Linked DNA regions of Rattus norvegicus: region 2 is linked to region 1. A link is a contact called in public Hi-C data. All regions are on one chromosome and are shown on one strand. The core of a region is the stretch at or near the end of the contact, and the rest is flanking DNA. Distances in the headings are between cores, read along the strand shown. Region 1 overlaps Abl1 (ABL proto-oncogene 1, non-receptor tyrosine kinase). Region 2 holds the start of Fibcd1 (fibrinogen C domain containing 1).

What was found. Hi-C and Micro-C count contacts between places; a contact is called where the count stands out from the background.
Region 2: a contact with region 1 is called in a Hi-C map of hepatocytes, with 2.0 times the contacts expected there. The contact joins the promoter of Fibcd1 here to the enhancer-like site in region 1. A contact is called at or near these places in 2 of 12 Hi-C or Micro-C datasets (hepatocytes and mammary epithelial cells).

What each region holds. Positions count from the first base shown.
Region 1 is chr3:35,459,523-35,466,303 of GRCr8, reverse strand. It overlaps Abl1 (ABL proto-oncogene 1, non-receptor tyrosine kinase), which reads right to left. Exons shown (of 11, transcript NM_001100850.1): 4 at 4,042-4,314. Among named protein-coding and RNA genes, the nearest start is that of Qrfp, 23 kb to the left of the region's middle. Within about 2 kb of position 3,638, at least 9 of the 93 cell types and tissues checked have an H3K27ac peak or open chromatin away from gene starts, as enhancers often do. A contact at or near this core is called in hepatocytes, where this site is marked.
Region 2 is chr3:35,519,164-35,526,108 of GRCr8, reverse strand. Fibcd1 (fibrinogen C domain containing 1) reads left to right here and starts at 1,967. Exons shown (of 7, transcript NM_001107829.2): 1 at 1,967-2,197. The coding sequence starts at 2,126. It overlaps LOC120101519 (a long non-coding RNA gene), which reads right to left and starts at 1,898. Exons shown (of 2, transcript XR_010064751.1): 1 at 86-1,898.

The sequences.
Region 1 (6,781 bases), core at 2,389-4,888:
ATGCCACCCAGCCACTGGCTGCTGGGCTCCTCAAGTCTCTTCTGTTCTGAAGCTGCAGGCAACCAGTCTGGTGTGCGGCACTGTGGTGATACACTATGGATGGCTGCCAGAACCAGGAGGTCAATGCTGCACAATCCAACTGGTTTTGGCAAAGTTCCTCTTCAGTGGTATTCTCTAACACTCAAACCTTTCTGTTCTAAAGCAATGCACCAACACAGTAAAGCACACAGGCTCATCACCTCAGAAATCTCCTTTGCTTTCCTACCCTTATCTAGAGACCCATGATCTCAAGGCAGAGTTACCCAAAAGCTCCTTCCTGCTGTGACTACAGATCCCTACTGTCTCTCACATACATACTCACACCCTGTGCAATCATTCCTGTCTGTCCCCACCCCGTGTGTCTGTCTCTCTGTCTGTCTCTGCCTGCCTGCCTGTCTCTCTCTCTCTTTCTTTTTCTTTCTTTTTTTTTTTTTTGGTTCTTTTTTTTCGGAGCTGGGGACTGAACCCAGGGCCTTGCGCTTCCTAGGCAAGCGCTCTACCACTGAGCTAAATCCCCAACCCTTCTCTCTTTCTCTCTCTCTCTCTCTCTCTCTCTCTCTCTCTCTCTCTCTCTCTCTCATGTATGGGGTAATCATTTCTTGTCTTTTTTCCTTTCAGAAAAATCAGCGTGAGTTTGTCTCCCCCTGCTGGAATTAGACATGATTCAACAAATCATTTAAACGGTAACCTAATGTTTTTAAATATTGAAATTTAAAAGATAAAATACCAGGGAGCTGGAGAGATGGCTCAGCAGTTAGGAGCACTGGCTGCTCTTCCAGAGGCCCTGAGTTCAATTCCCAGCAACCACATGGTGGCTCACAACCATCTGAAATGGGATCTGATGCCCTCTTCTATACAGGGCTCGTTAATATATAAGACAATCTTTAAAAACAAGAACAAACTCCTCATCCCAATTTGTGAGGTCCCTGTTCTTTTTTTTAATTCACCCTGTCCTTTTGAAGACATTTTCCTTCTACATGGTCAAATAGAACATGAAGGCGTGGGTGAAAGAAATGCTTGGGGGATTTTCCTTTTTCTCTTCATTGCTTGTGCTTATGCTTGTCGGGGAAAAGAGGGGTCAACTGATCTCTTCACAGGGCCTGCATGGCACCACTCTTGTGGGAGGCCGAGGAACTCTGAGACAGTGCTATGGGTGTGTGTGTGTGTGTGTGTGTGTGTGTGTGTGTGTGTGTGTGTATGTATGTGTGTCTAAGAGGATGGCTTGTTGGTTATGCTGACCTGGCTTTGCTGCTGGCTGTGTGAGACCCTGGCAACTTAATGACCTGCAACCCTCATCCCCACTCTTCTATGAATCTTTCTTTTCTTCTGTCTCTCCTTAGAGGCAAGAGCTCACATGATGGCCTCAAACTCCCACTCCCCCTTCCCCCACCTCCCAAGAGCTGAGATTACAGCTGTAGACAGTGCCCAAGGCTCTGTGCAGACAGACAGGCACTCTGAGCTGGGCCACATCCTAGCCTCCAGACTTGTTTCAGTGACTGGCCAGCAGACATCAGGGACACACTAACTGCAGTGGAGGGAACAAGCACACCGCTCGTTTGGAAGGAGGACTGGATTTCTAATGAGCCCTGTCTTCTCATGGGCATTGTGGAGGCAGTGCCTTACACAGGCGGGCCTTGCACCCTGCTGGTTAAGCATGGGAGGAGGCAATGCTCTGTGAGACTACTGAAGGCCAGCAGGGCTCTCCTGAGGAGTTTCACAGCCAAAACCAGCAAGGGAAGTCCAGGAGCAGCCTTTCCTAACCTGCGGCTACCATCCCTTAGGAGTCACAGATCAGGTATTTACAATTCATAACAGCGGCAAAATTACAGTTCTGAAGTAGCAATGAAATAACTGTGTGGGGTCATAAGGCACCGTGTTAAGGGTTGCAGCATTAGGAAGGCTGAAAACACTGCCTCAGAGGATGTGGAGGAAGGTCTCCTATGGAGCAGAACTGAGGCCCACCTGTATTTTTCATGGGGTCTGAGGAATAAGACTCTGAGGGAGGGAGATGGTGAAAGAGTTGGGCCTGGGAGTTGGGTGCCTGGCTTCGAGTTCTGGTTCAGGGCTCCAGCTTCCACAGCCTTAGCGGTGATGTGTTAGTACTTGCATGAGCTGAGGAGCTGCTGCTGTACGGACTAGTAGGTCACACACTCAGCTCTGTAGGCTGCACTAACTCAGGACTCTGGCCATTACTGTAATTGTGTAGCTCTCGACGTCTGCCGAGGAGGTAAAGAGCCAAAATCCTTTACTCCTCTCCTCTGAGAAATGGGTAACTAATGGCAGAGCCTCACTCCCGCAGGGCTGGGCAGAGTAGGGACAGAGCATTTAGCAAGTTGCACGTGTGAGTCCTGAGTTAAGACAACCTCCAGTGAGGTCAGGCGCCATGAAGGATTACTGGCAGGTACCCTCCCAACAGAACCTATTACTCCTTACCAACCATGGTGCATACATGAATGAGGTGCCTGGGAACCTGCTGAAGTCTTAACAGAAAATATCAGGACAGACCCTCCTCTGGATACCCTCTGCTATGCAGAGCTGAGCACTGCCCATCCATGGGGCCTCCCAGCTGTGTAACCTCCGTCTTCCTTAATGCCCTGTTTGTGGTGTGTGGAGAGCATGTGCCACAGCACATGTGTGGCGGGACTCGGTTCTCTCCTTACCATGTAGGTTCAGGGGAGCCCTCAGTGTGAGGCTCAGCCCAGTCCCTTTACCTACTGAGTCACCTGGCCGACCTCTCTCAAGAGGTTTCAAACAATCTTCCTTCCTTGCTGAGTCTTAGACACCCTGTGTTTCCCTCTGGCTGTTTGTAAATCCATGTCAGCACCGCCTTGTCCTCCAAGCCAGTGCGTGGCACTGTGGCCTGGTGCACTGAACACGGGCCATCGATACTCTCCTCTATGCCCCTGCAAAACTAATGGTGTCAGGTTTGCCTAAGTGCCCTCAGCTAGGGCTTGGAGGCCGGGGCCTCTCCTGGCCTCTGCCCCCCGTCACGGCAGGGGTTCACATTCCTCTATCCTCTCTGCACAGCAGAGCTCACACTGACCCGCTGGGTGGCCATTATTGGGGGTTTGTCCATGTCTATCTGACATGGGCACCCAGGACTGGGCCTGTTTGGCACACAAATGTGAAGAACTCCTATTATTACCTTTTAAAAAGTTGAATTTGGAAAATGCCCAAGAGTACCCCAGGCAATCCCACCTTTGCCCCATCTCTTCCCTCAGTGCTGGTCTGCCACAGGGCCAAAGGAAGGGAAATGCTAACCAGCAAGATTCACTCTGTAATTAAGGAGGGCAGTCTTGCTCTAAACAGTTACCATGGCAACCAAAGTCCCAGTTTCTATTTCCCGGTCTCTCATTGGTGGAGCCTGGGCTGTCAGATGTAGTGACTGGCTGAGCTGAGACAGGAATATACAGTCAGACCTGTGCTTCCAGCAATGGGCAGCAGCCACTCACAGGTGATCATCAGAGTCTGTCCAAAACATGCACAAGCAAGAATGCAGTTCAACACTAGGGGACACTCTCACCACAGGGACAAGCTCGGATTATGCAGATTCAGGGAAGAACAAAACCACACGCAAACAGGACACGTGGCTCAACGGTGGAGAGGTGTGTGGCCCTGTGATTCCAGGAAGGCCACAGCCCAATGACAAGCAGAAGCCTGCCATGTGAGAAGAGCACGCCAGGACACCTCACTGGCCTTTTCTAGCAGCCCCCAGAAATCCACATGGGACTCATGATTCTCCTTGAACCCAGCCTGTGTACTTTCTCTGAACTCTCATTAAGGACATAGCCTCCATGTCACTGACGAGAGCAGAAAGCAGGCTTTGAGGAGCACTGTCCTCTAATAACGAGCCCTTCCCGACCCTCAGCACTGGGCAGTGCTCACCATCTGCAGTCACAGATAGAGGCGCTCAGCCTCAGAGAGGCCAAGCCAAGGAGGCCAGGGGCACTGCCCAGTCACAGCAGACGCCCATCCTCGCCCTTCAACCATGCCCCAACTCACCTTCAGGGTCTTCACGGCCACAGTGAGGCTGTACTTCTTCCAGACGCCCTCGTACACCTCCCCGTACTGGCCTCCGCCCAGCTTGTGCTTCATGGTGATGTCTGTGCGCTCCATTTCCCACTTGTCATAGTTGGGGGACACGCCGTAGATGGTGGGCTTGTTGCGCTTGGGAGCTGGGTAGTGCAGTGTGGTGATGAGCCCGTCAGCCACAGTGGAATGATGGTGAACTAACTCGGCCAGAGTGTTGAAGCGGCTCTCCGAGGAGACGTAGAGCTGAGGAAGACAGGGGACAGTCCTCACTCACAGAGCAGAACCCTAGGGAAGGCTCTGCAGACCGCTTAGCGTCACCTGCAGCAGCAGCTTCTAGCAGGGATAGAACTCACCCACACAGATGCCCGAAAGCCCGAGGGCACATGTACCTGCCTCGCTGAAACCCCACCCAGCATTCTCCCCTCTAACATCAATCTATTACTTTTAATTTCTTTAAAGATTTGTTTACTTCATGTATATGAGTACACTGTAGCTGTCAGACACACCAGAAGAGGGCATCAGATCCCAGATGGTTGTGAACCACCCATGTGGATTGAACTCAGGACCTCTGGGAGAGCTGAAAGTCAATGCTCTTAACTGCTGAGCCATCTCTCCAGCCCCTACTTTTAATTTTTATTATTTTTGTTTTATGAGCATGGGAAATCCCATGTATGTATGTATGTATGTATGTATGTATGTATGTATGTATGTATGTGTTATGTATGTGCATCATGAGCATGCCTGGTGCTCTCCGAGGCCAGGATAAGACTTCAGACTCCCTAGAAGTAGAGTTTCAGAGAGTAGTAGTGAGCCACCATGTGAATGCTGAAAAGAGAACTGGGAGCCTCTGGAAGAGCAGCAGCCAGTGCTCTTAACCCTGAAGAGACACCTTTCTAGTCCCTACCCTCCAATTCAAATGTTTTCCCTCAGTGTTCAATCTGAAGCCACCACCAGGGTGGAGGACAGCGTGGTTCCACACCCAGCCATGTTTCTGTCAGCGCCTTGCAGGTCAGAAGCCAGCAAAGCCTTTTCCGAGATGGGACACAGGAAGACTGAGATAGGAGTACTTCAGGCTTCTCTGAGAGCCACAGCACTGGGGGCCTCCTGCTTCCAGGGATCACTCTGCAGACACAGCAGAGGGGACAGCAGTGGCAGAAAGCACTCAGTGGGAGTGCAGCTGCTGCTGCTGTGTTGTAGGAAAGAACTGCTCCATGCACAGCCACAGGGACAGCTGGGCTCCGGGCACAGCAAGCACTGAGCACCTGATTTGCCCCAGTAGCGCATTCACAGGAGGGGCTGTGGCGGGGCTGTACTCAGACAGTGCTAATACTTGGTGAGACAGGCATAGAAAGAAAAGGGTCAAACTGTGGCTACAATAGTGACATCTGAAGGGGGGGGACAGAGACAGACAGACCGACAGACATGGGGGTGGGTGGGAGGAAGCCCGAGACATACATAGCAGACATAAGATCTTTGGTTGTTGGTTACGCTGGGCACCAGTCATCATAGTCTGTATGCATGGTCATCAGATAGCAATGTGCTGTGGTGGGGAAGCTTTAAATAAATGGTGTGGTCTCAGGAGGGCGGGTAAGGCCTTCCTGAGAGCCCAGAGCTCTCCTGCTCCAGAGTGCAAGAGGGGGTTACAAAGGAACCAGCCTGGCTCTTCCCCCTCCCTCCAAAGAGAAGCCTGTTCTTGCCCTCAGCTGACTACTCCACTAATCCACTGTTCTTGGGCCACGGGCCTGTACCACATTGCTTCAATTTTCAGCTTTCCACACCAAGAGCTAAATAAAACCGTTTCTGTGAATTAGCTGCTTCAGGTTATTTCACTGTGGCAATAAAATACAGACCAAATTATTTTCTATAGCTTACAGTATTAATATTAGATCATTAAAACATTTGAAAGGAGATAACCACAGGGGGTAGGTAGCTCCCTTCTCCGCTTGTCCAGAGAATATACTTTAGAAGAATCTATAATTCTACTAAAATAAAAGTTCAAAGACAACCTAGACATGTACCTCACTTCTTGTGTGACAACTGTGGTCTCTCTGTGAGAAGCTGCGTCTGAGCAACAGGACACTCCAGGCTGAGGAGGTCTCTCTCTCTCTTTTTCTCTTTTTCTCTTTCTCTCTCTCTCTCTCTCTCTCTCTCTCTCTCTCCCCCTCCCTCCCTCCCTCCCTCTCCCTCCCTTCCTCTCTCTCTCTCTCTCTCTCTCTCTCTCTCTCTCTCTCTCTCTCTCTCATCTCAGAGCCTGTGTGAACCGCTCTGGAGCCACAGTGAGTCAGACTGGGGCATGAGCTGGTGAAGGAAGAGGGTAAGAGAGCACACAGCAGCCCGCCGTAAGCCTGGTACCCACACCATGCTGCCCACAGCCCTCCCTCAGTGCTGGTCAGACAGTGTCCTCTGTAGGGTTCAGGGGGACAGCTCCCAGTCTCTGCCACTCCCCAAAGAGCTGTGACTGAGTTTATGTTCCAACCTAAAATTTACATACCCTCATTCATTAAACATTAATATTACAGCCAGCTGCCCTCGGGTGCCACGTTGCTCCACCCCAGCCGTGTTCCTACAGTCACACTGTCCACTTTGGTGGCTGCCTTCTGACTGCCATCGCTTCTGATTAGAACTTCATTCAGTGATAATCGGGACGAACACTGAAGTCCACGGTGTGCTCAGAGGAGCAGGTGAAGTTAGTACCATACGTAACGTGTTC
Region 2 (6,945 bases), core at 718-3,217, 61 kb before region 1:
GGAGAATTGGTGACTCTTGCTGAGTTGGTGACAGGTCCAAGCAGCAAACACTTCCTGGAAAAACCGCTAGGTGGCCCCCGCTTACCTGTCCTTCCACAGGTTCAGCAGCGGCCGTCCTGAAGGCTCCCATGCACACCTGCTGGACGAATTCACTGTGTCTCCCACTCAGCGCTTGGCCTCCCTTGTCTTAACGTCAAAGTGATGTCTCCTGAACCAAGTATCCATGTCCTAAAGAGGCTGACTGACCGCTCTCTGTGTACACCCTGGGACCTTTGGATCCCTTACCCCGTTTAGGACTGCCCAGAGAGATTTTTAGTGCACACCTTGCCTGGCGTCAAAATTCTCTCCCAGCACTGTGGAATCAGACTTGGGATTCCTAAGACCTACTTCTTGTGAGGGGCCCTGGGAAATCCTTTTTCTCGTCCATCCTTGCTTGCCCAATGAGGAAACAGGCTCTGAGAGAGTATGAAGCCTGTCTGAGGTTCCAGCAGGGAAGTTTGAACCCTAACCCCTCAGATGCTTATGGAAGGTGCCTGCTTCTGAATCCCAGAAGAGAGAGCCCTTCAGATTGAGGTGCTGTTAACCCTTTGGATACAAGGGGAACCTATGTCAAGAGAGGTTTAGTGGCCAGTAATCACAGTTTCCCGCTTAGGCCTGAAGGATCTCTGGGTCACCTACAACCCTTTTAAGTGATGAGGAGTTGCGGGGTGGGGGGTGTTTCAGGTTGACACAGGTACATCCTCAAGGAACTGGCTTCTGACCCCAGCCTTAGGTTACTGGGCAGTAACTCTGGCAGCTTGCTGGTGGGAAACCGGGCTGGGACTGCAGGAGACGACAGCCACCGGTAACTCTGGAAGTTCGTAGACTGTAGGACCGAGTTTCTGGCTGGTGACAGTCTGGGAGGGCATGTGGCCACGGTGCCTAGCTCCAGCTGCGATCCTAGGGACCACTCTGCCTGTGTTAGGCTCGGGCCCCACCCTCACAAGGTCTACCCCACGTCTGCCAGGCACCTAGAGGGACGAGAAGAGGGATGAAGACGAAGATGGGGCGACAGACTGGAAACCGGTGGGAGAGAGACGACGCCGGTGCCAGGGAACAGCAAGGCGGCCAGAGCGCCCTGGAGCCGGAAAACAGCTTTAAGAAGTAGCGGGGGGCCCAGGCGTCTCTGCGGAGCTGGGGGAAGGGCGGCCGGCGGGGCGCGGCGTGGGGCGCGTGGGAGCCACACGGTCGGAGTCACAACAGCAGCTCGTTAACCGCGCAGATTAAGGACTTTGTCAATTACCTCCGAAGGCTGCTCGGGCGGATTAAACGCTTTAAAAAGTGTTGCTGGTGGGAGGGACGACTGAGAAGCCCCCACTGGTGGCTCACATCCCTCCTCCAGCGGTTGGGATAGCTCCAGGACGGCTTTGGAGGGGTTGGCGGGGACTCCGGGTGGGCAGATGCCTTGGGGGCGTGCAGCAGCCCTGCTGCGGAGTGGGGGACTCCAGCACCAGGCCCCAGGGCTGGAGATTAGCCGGCCACGTGCATACTTGCCCAGGACCTGGAACCCCGGAGCCCCGCAAGGGACAACCGGTCTCCGCTTAGCCCCTTCCTTAGGGGTGATCTCTACACCTGGGACTTAGAGGAGTCCTGCCCTAGAGGAAGTTTGCGCGGGGCACCGCAGGGTGCGAAGGTTCCTCGGGGAGCCGTTGGCTGCCGTCACGCCCGCTGCTGCTGGCTAGTCCCCTCTCTCAACCCCTAGCGACCCGGCTGGAGCGGGAGTCACTCTTAGAGCCCTTGGGGGAGGAGGGGAGCGCGTGCCCGGGAAGCTGCGGGGAGCAATAAAAGGCCCTGAGAGTCCGAGACGAAGACGCGGAGACTAAGCCGGGAGGAAGAGGGCGGAGCGCGCGGGAGGCGCGGGAGCGGGACGCGGGGACGGCGCGGCGCGGGCGGCTCTCGGAGGCTCGCGCCCGCGCTCCCAGCAATCACACGCGCTCACACGCAGCCTAGCTTGCGGCCGCCGCTCCCGGGCCACCCCGGATCCCCGGCACCGAGGGGACCTCCTGCAAGTGCAACGCATCCTGTGCACCCCTCGCCTCCTTTGCGCTCGCCCTCGCCCCGCACCCCTTGCGGGTCCTGCAGGAAGATGGTCCACGAGCGGTGGAAGACCGTGGGCGGCGCGTCCCAACTTGAGGACCGACCGCGCGACAAACCGCAGGTACCCACGGGCGCGGGGACCGGTGTGGGGGCTGGAGTTTGGGGAGCTTGAGCAGAGATTAGGGGGAGTACCTGCTCTTCTCCTCCCCTCAGCGGAGACTTGAACTCTAGGCTCCCTGCAGAAGGCACCGGCTTCAGCCAGTCCCCACCCCCATCGGAGACCCCGGTGCTTGCTCGTGCAGTGAGGAGAGAGGACCTATAGTTGGTTGTGGATCAGCCCTTCAGTTGGGGACAGCCGACAGATGACCGGCGCGCAGAGTCCCATTCACCCACAGCCTCAGTGGGGGTCCTCCTCACTAGCAATTCCTTAACCTATGCCAGGCGCCCCACTCATCTTTCCAGGCTTCAAGAGCAGGACCCCCCCCCAGGTCCTCCCTCTTTACCCAGGCGCCCAGATTCAATTGGGGAACAGTAAATATTAATCTCCCATAAGAAGCCTAGGCACTATGATTCTCTGACTTTTAAGACCAGGAGAACAAGACTCAGAGAGGTCCCGCTGCAGCCCGAGGCCACGCAGCCCTATAGGGATTTGAACCTAGGTCTGGCTGATCTCTTTACCTACTGCCTCTGCAGGGACAGTGAAGTGTCCCGGCTTGGAGGGTGCCCAGGGCTGTGCAGTGCACCAACTGGGACAGAGCAGGGAGGGGCTGCTGACGTACTGGGCATCCAGCTTCTGAGGCAGAGGGGTGGCCGCAGGACTGCCCCAGGCTGAGCCATCAAGGGACTGGGATAGACAGGCATAGTGAAGAGGCCATTCGCCAAGGAGAGCAGATAATGGGGCTGCCCGTTTTAAATTTTAAATTTCTCCCAGACAGATGTCACTGGGGAAGGAACAGTGAGAGTTTGCAACCAGAGAAGGAGGAGGAGGTGGCAGGGGCGGGCGTGGCCACCCCTCACTATTCAAAGCTGCAACCTGCCTGTCTTTCAGAGTAACACTGGTCTGGCAAGGGGACCAGCTAGCTGCAGTTTGCAAAGCTAGCTCTTCCCAAGTACACATTTCCCACGTCGCAGATAAGGATCAGGGAGGTTGGACATGCCCAAGACACACAGCATGTGAGCCAGAGAGCTAGGACTCTACCTTTCAAACCGCAGACTGGTTCTATTGCTTCCCTGGGTGGTCTGTCCCCCTTCTTAACTGTTCCTGTCTTCACTGTGTCCCCAGGTGGCAGGGCCCGTTCTGCTGAGATCTTAAAGGAGCAGTGGAAACTTCAAGGCTGGTCCCCAAGGCTGCCCCAGCCTGGTTCGGTCTTTCCTCCTTTTGGTACCTTATGGGTCTCACTGATTGTTATTTCCCTCCCTGGGCCCAATCCCACCTCAAGACCTTTGCTCTCTCATTTGATTGACACCACCAGGCTCCCAAATGCTGCATACCCAGGGACACCCTACCTGTCCTACACAGTGTGGGAAAGAGGCTGCCTCCTCTTGGAGGCCTCCCTGATTGCCTGGGGTGGGGCTCTTGGTCCAGACGGTTTCACTATTTTTTAAAGTATGCCCCTGGCTCTAGATCCCTTCTCCCTTTGGAGCTCCCTGGAGCCACAAGTGTCCCCATTGCCCACTACCAAGGCTGTTGCCTTTCCCGGAAGCCCAGCTGAGGTAAGGGCCATTGCTGAGGTCAGAAGCTTGAAATCTGCCAGGAGGAACATGGAAAAGGAGGGGTGGGGTTTCTGGGGAGTCTGCTAGAAATGGGGCTTCAAGGTGCCCTGGCCAGGTGTGGCCTCCCAGTTTCTATTGCCCCTTGGAAGCTGCACCAGGTAGATCCCAGCCGGGTCTATGCTGGGTATGGGGTATCAGGCACCCCTTCTATCCTCTGTGCATACTATGTGTTGTCATGGCCACATGAGGCTGGGGGTGGTGGAAAGAGAGGGATGCCTCAGCTCCCCCCGGGCTTTCTCCCTTGCTTCCTCGTTATATCTTGACCCCTGACATATTTGCATCTCTTACTAGTGCATCTGTGAAAGGGACCAACCATTCCCTCTTCTTCCTCCTCACACCACCTGAGCTGATGGGGAAGCCCGGTGAACTTCTGGTGTATTTGTAAACCTCAGAGTGCTGTGCACCCCCACACAGGCTGTTCCTCCTGTCACAGCTCTCCTTTTCGCTCCCAGGGTGGGGTACCCGCACAGTGGCTTCCCACTGGAAGGAGACTGTATTCCAGCACAGGCTAGCTCACACCTTTGCCTATCATGTCTTGGTCACATCACCCTAGGAGGCCGCGGATATAATAGATGAGCAGACTGGGGCTAGGCTCTCAGGCAGGGGAATCAAACCTGTGACCTCTGGACGCAGATGGGGCAAAGGGGAAAGGAGGGAGGGAGGGAACCCTGTTTTTCCCTGAACCGGCTACTCCCAGAGCTTAGTCATTTAGCCAGGCCTGAACAGCAGAGTCTCTCACTCTTCCTCACAGCCAGACATGGCTGCTCCTGGGGATCTCACTGGACCTGTTCTACCTGGCTGTGTTTCAGAACTATCTCCTCATTGGATGGGTGACCTTGGCCAGGTGGCTGACTCCAGCTTCATTAGGGTATCCTTCCTGCCCCCTGTACAAGAAAGGTCTTGTGGACCTTGGGGGAAGGAAGACAAGCTACAGTGACGATTGTCAGGTGTCTGGAACCACACATGGGCTTCCCCTGGGGTCTCTGTAAGGTGTCACCCTGGACCACCTCCTTGAAGGGAGCGGTGACTTCTTGATGAGTGAACCAGGAGCTGGGCCTCCCTCCGGCAGTCAACCTCCCAGCCATGCTTAAGTCGGTTATTTCCAAACTAGAAACACCCCAGGAAGTAAGGACGCCACTGTGGGAAGCCTTTTAATCCTTGTCCTATTACTTCACTCCATGGCTATTTGTGGAGCCCCTACATCACACCAGGCGATGCAGCCCCGGTCACCAGGAACACAGAATACTCTGGGGACCAACCTACAAGACAGGAACTGCCACTGGCCATGGTGGATACCATACAAGGAAGACTTCTCTCTCTTCCCATTTACTTGATTATGAGAAGTCGCCATCAGATTTGGGGTGAGGGAGGAAGAGGCCACCGGAGGCACAGTCCTTCAGCTGTCTCTTGACTCAGCGTGGTCCTGGAGAGACATAGAGTTATGCTGGTGATGTTTGGCTGAGAAGGACCTGGGTAGGTGTGGCCCTGGGGAGGGAGCAGCAGACTTCGAGTGTGGACTTGGAGCTGGTCATAGCTAAGCTTCCAGTGTGTGGATCCTGAGGGGGTGTAAGGGGACAGTGCTCTGTGTTCAGGCCACTGGTGACACTGGTTCTGAAGCAGGCGATAGAGATGTGGCCAGGTTGGCGGTGCAGAGCTAAGGCTCAAGTGAGGCATGTGGAAGAGGGCAGGATCTGGGGGCCCTTCACAGACACCTGTGGAAACCATTTGTTTGCCAGCAAAGCGAGAGCCAAACCCAAGGTTTCCTGGGGAGTGACAGTGTGAGTATCTTAGAGTCCCTAGGAGTTGTGCTGCAGGCAGCATTGTCTCTGTCCCCTTGGGTACTTTTAGAGGCTGCTCCTAGAACCGTCCAGAAAGCCAGGGCTCCCCAGATTGCCAGTGCACGGTCAGCAGCACCAGTCTACCCTAAGCACAGCTGCAGCCTTTGGCTGAGACTCCCCAGAGGGGAGACAGAGTGGCCCTCCAGATACCCTGCCTTCCTAACCCAAAAGAGACATCCTCGCTCTGGCTGACAGCCAAGAGGAGGCTCTCTGCCTCAGACCCGTGGGACTGGGCCACCAGGGAGAGCAAACAGGAGGGGGTGCGTGCCATGCGCGAGGATGGGATTACCAGGACCCCTTGGTATTAAACCTCACCCTCAAGATGACAAGTTCTCAAGGATTGGTGGCCCCAAGAAATATACTGGACAAATGTCACCTCGCAACAGAGGTGTTCTGGGAGGCCCCTCAGGCAAACCCTACTTAGCTTTCCTTTAGACAATGGCTTAATTTTTTTGGTCGTTTTTTTTCTTTTTTCTTTATTAACTTGAGTATTTCTTATATACATTTTTTTGGTCGTTTTTATTTTATTTTGTGTGGTGGGAGAGCAGGGTTAACACTTTCCACAGTGCATGTGTAGAGGTTCAGAAGACAACTCTCGGGAGGCTGCTCCTCCTTCCTCCTTGGCGTGGGTTCTTGAGGTGGAACTCAGCTTGTCCAGCTTACCAGCGAGCCCCTTAACCTGATGGCCACCTCACAGGCCCTGCCAGGGGCTGTGTAGGGAGCCGCCGCTGACCCCTACTGCAGGGATCAAAGACATCCCTTAAGCTGGGAACAGGCAAGCCTTCAACCCCATCTGCTGACCGGCTTCCGGTTCCTTCTAGGCACTGTGCCTTGTCCTTGGGAGGCTCTACTCCCTCTCCTTGTATGTGAAGGTTGGGGTGCACCTCGCTCTGCCTGGCCAAAGACTGATTAATAAGCTCAGCCCAAGGCACCGTGCTGGCCGCCTGGCCCAGGCCCCTTATTATCTTGGGCGATTTCTCTGCGAGGCACGTAAGCCGCAGCCTATAAAAGCGAACAGCTCTTCATCTTTAAGGTTGATCTCTGAAGACTAATTCTCCTCCAGGAGTGAACTGCTCCTTCGCTGAGCTCCCATGCCACCCTGGCTCCGAGGGACCCTGCAACTCCCTCCACCCTCCCCAGCTCTGTCCCCTCTGTCCCCACTCCCCTGGGAAGATGTGTGCTCAATCCATCAGGATGAAGTCCTGGAGATGTTGAGCCTCCCCCCACCCCCACCCCCACCCCCAAGCTGGCTGGAGGT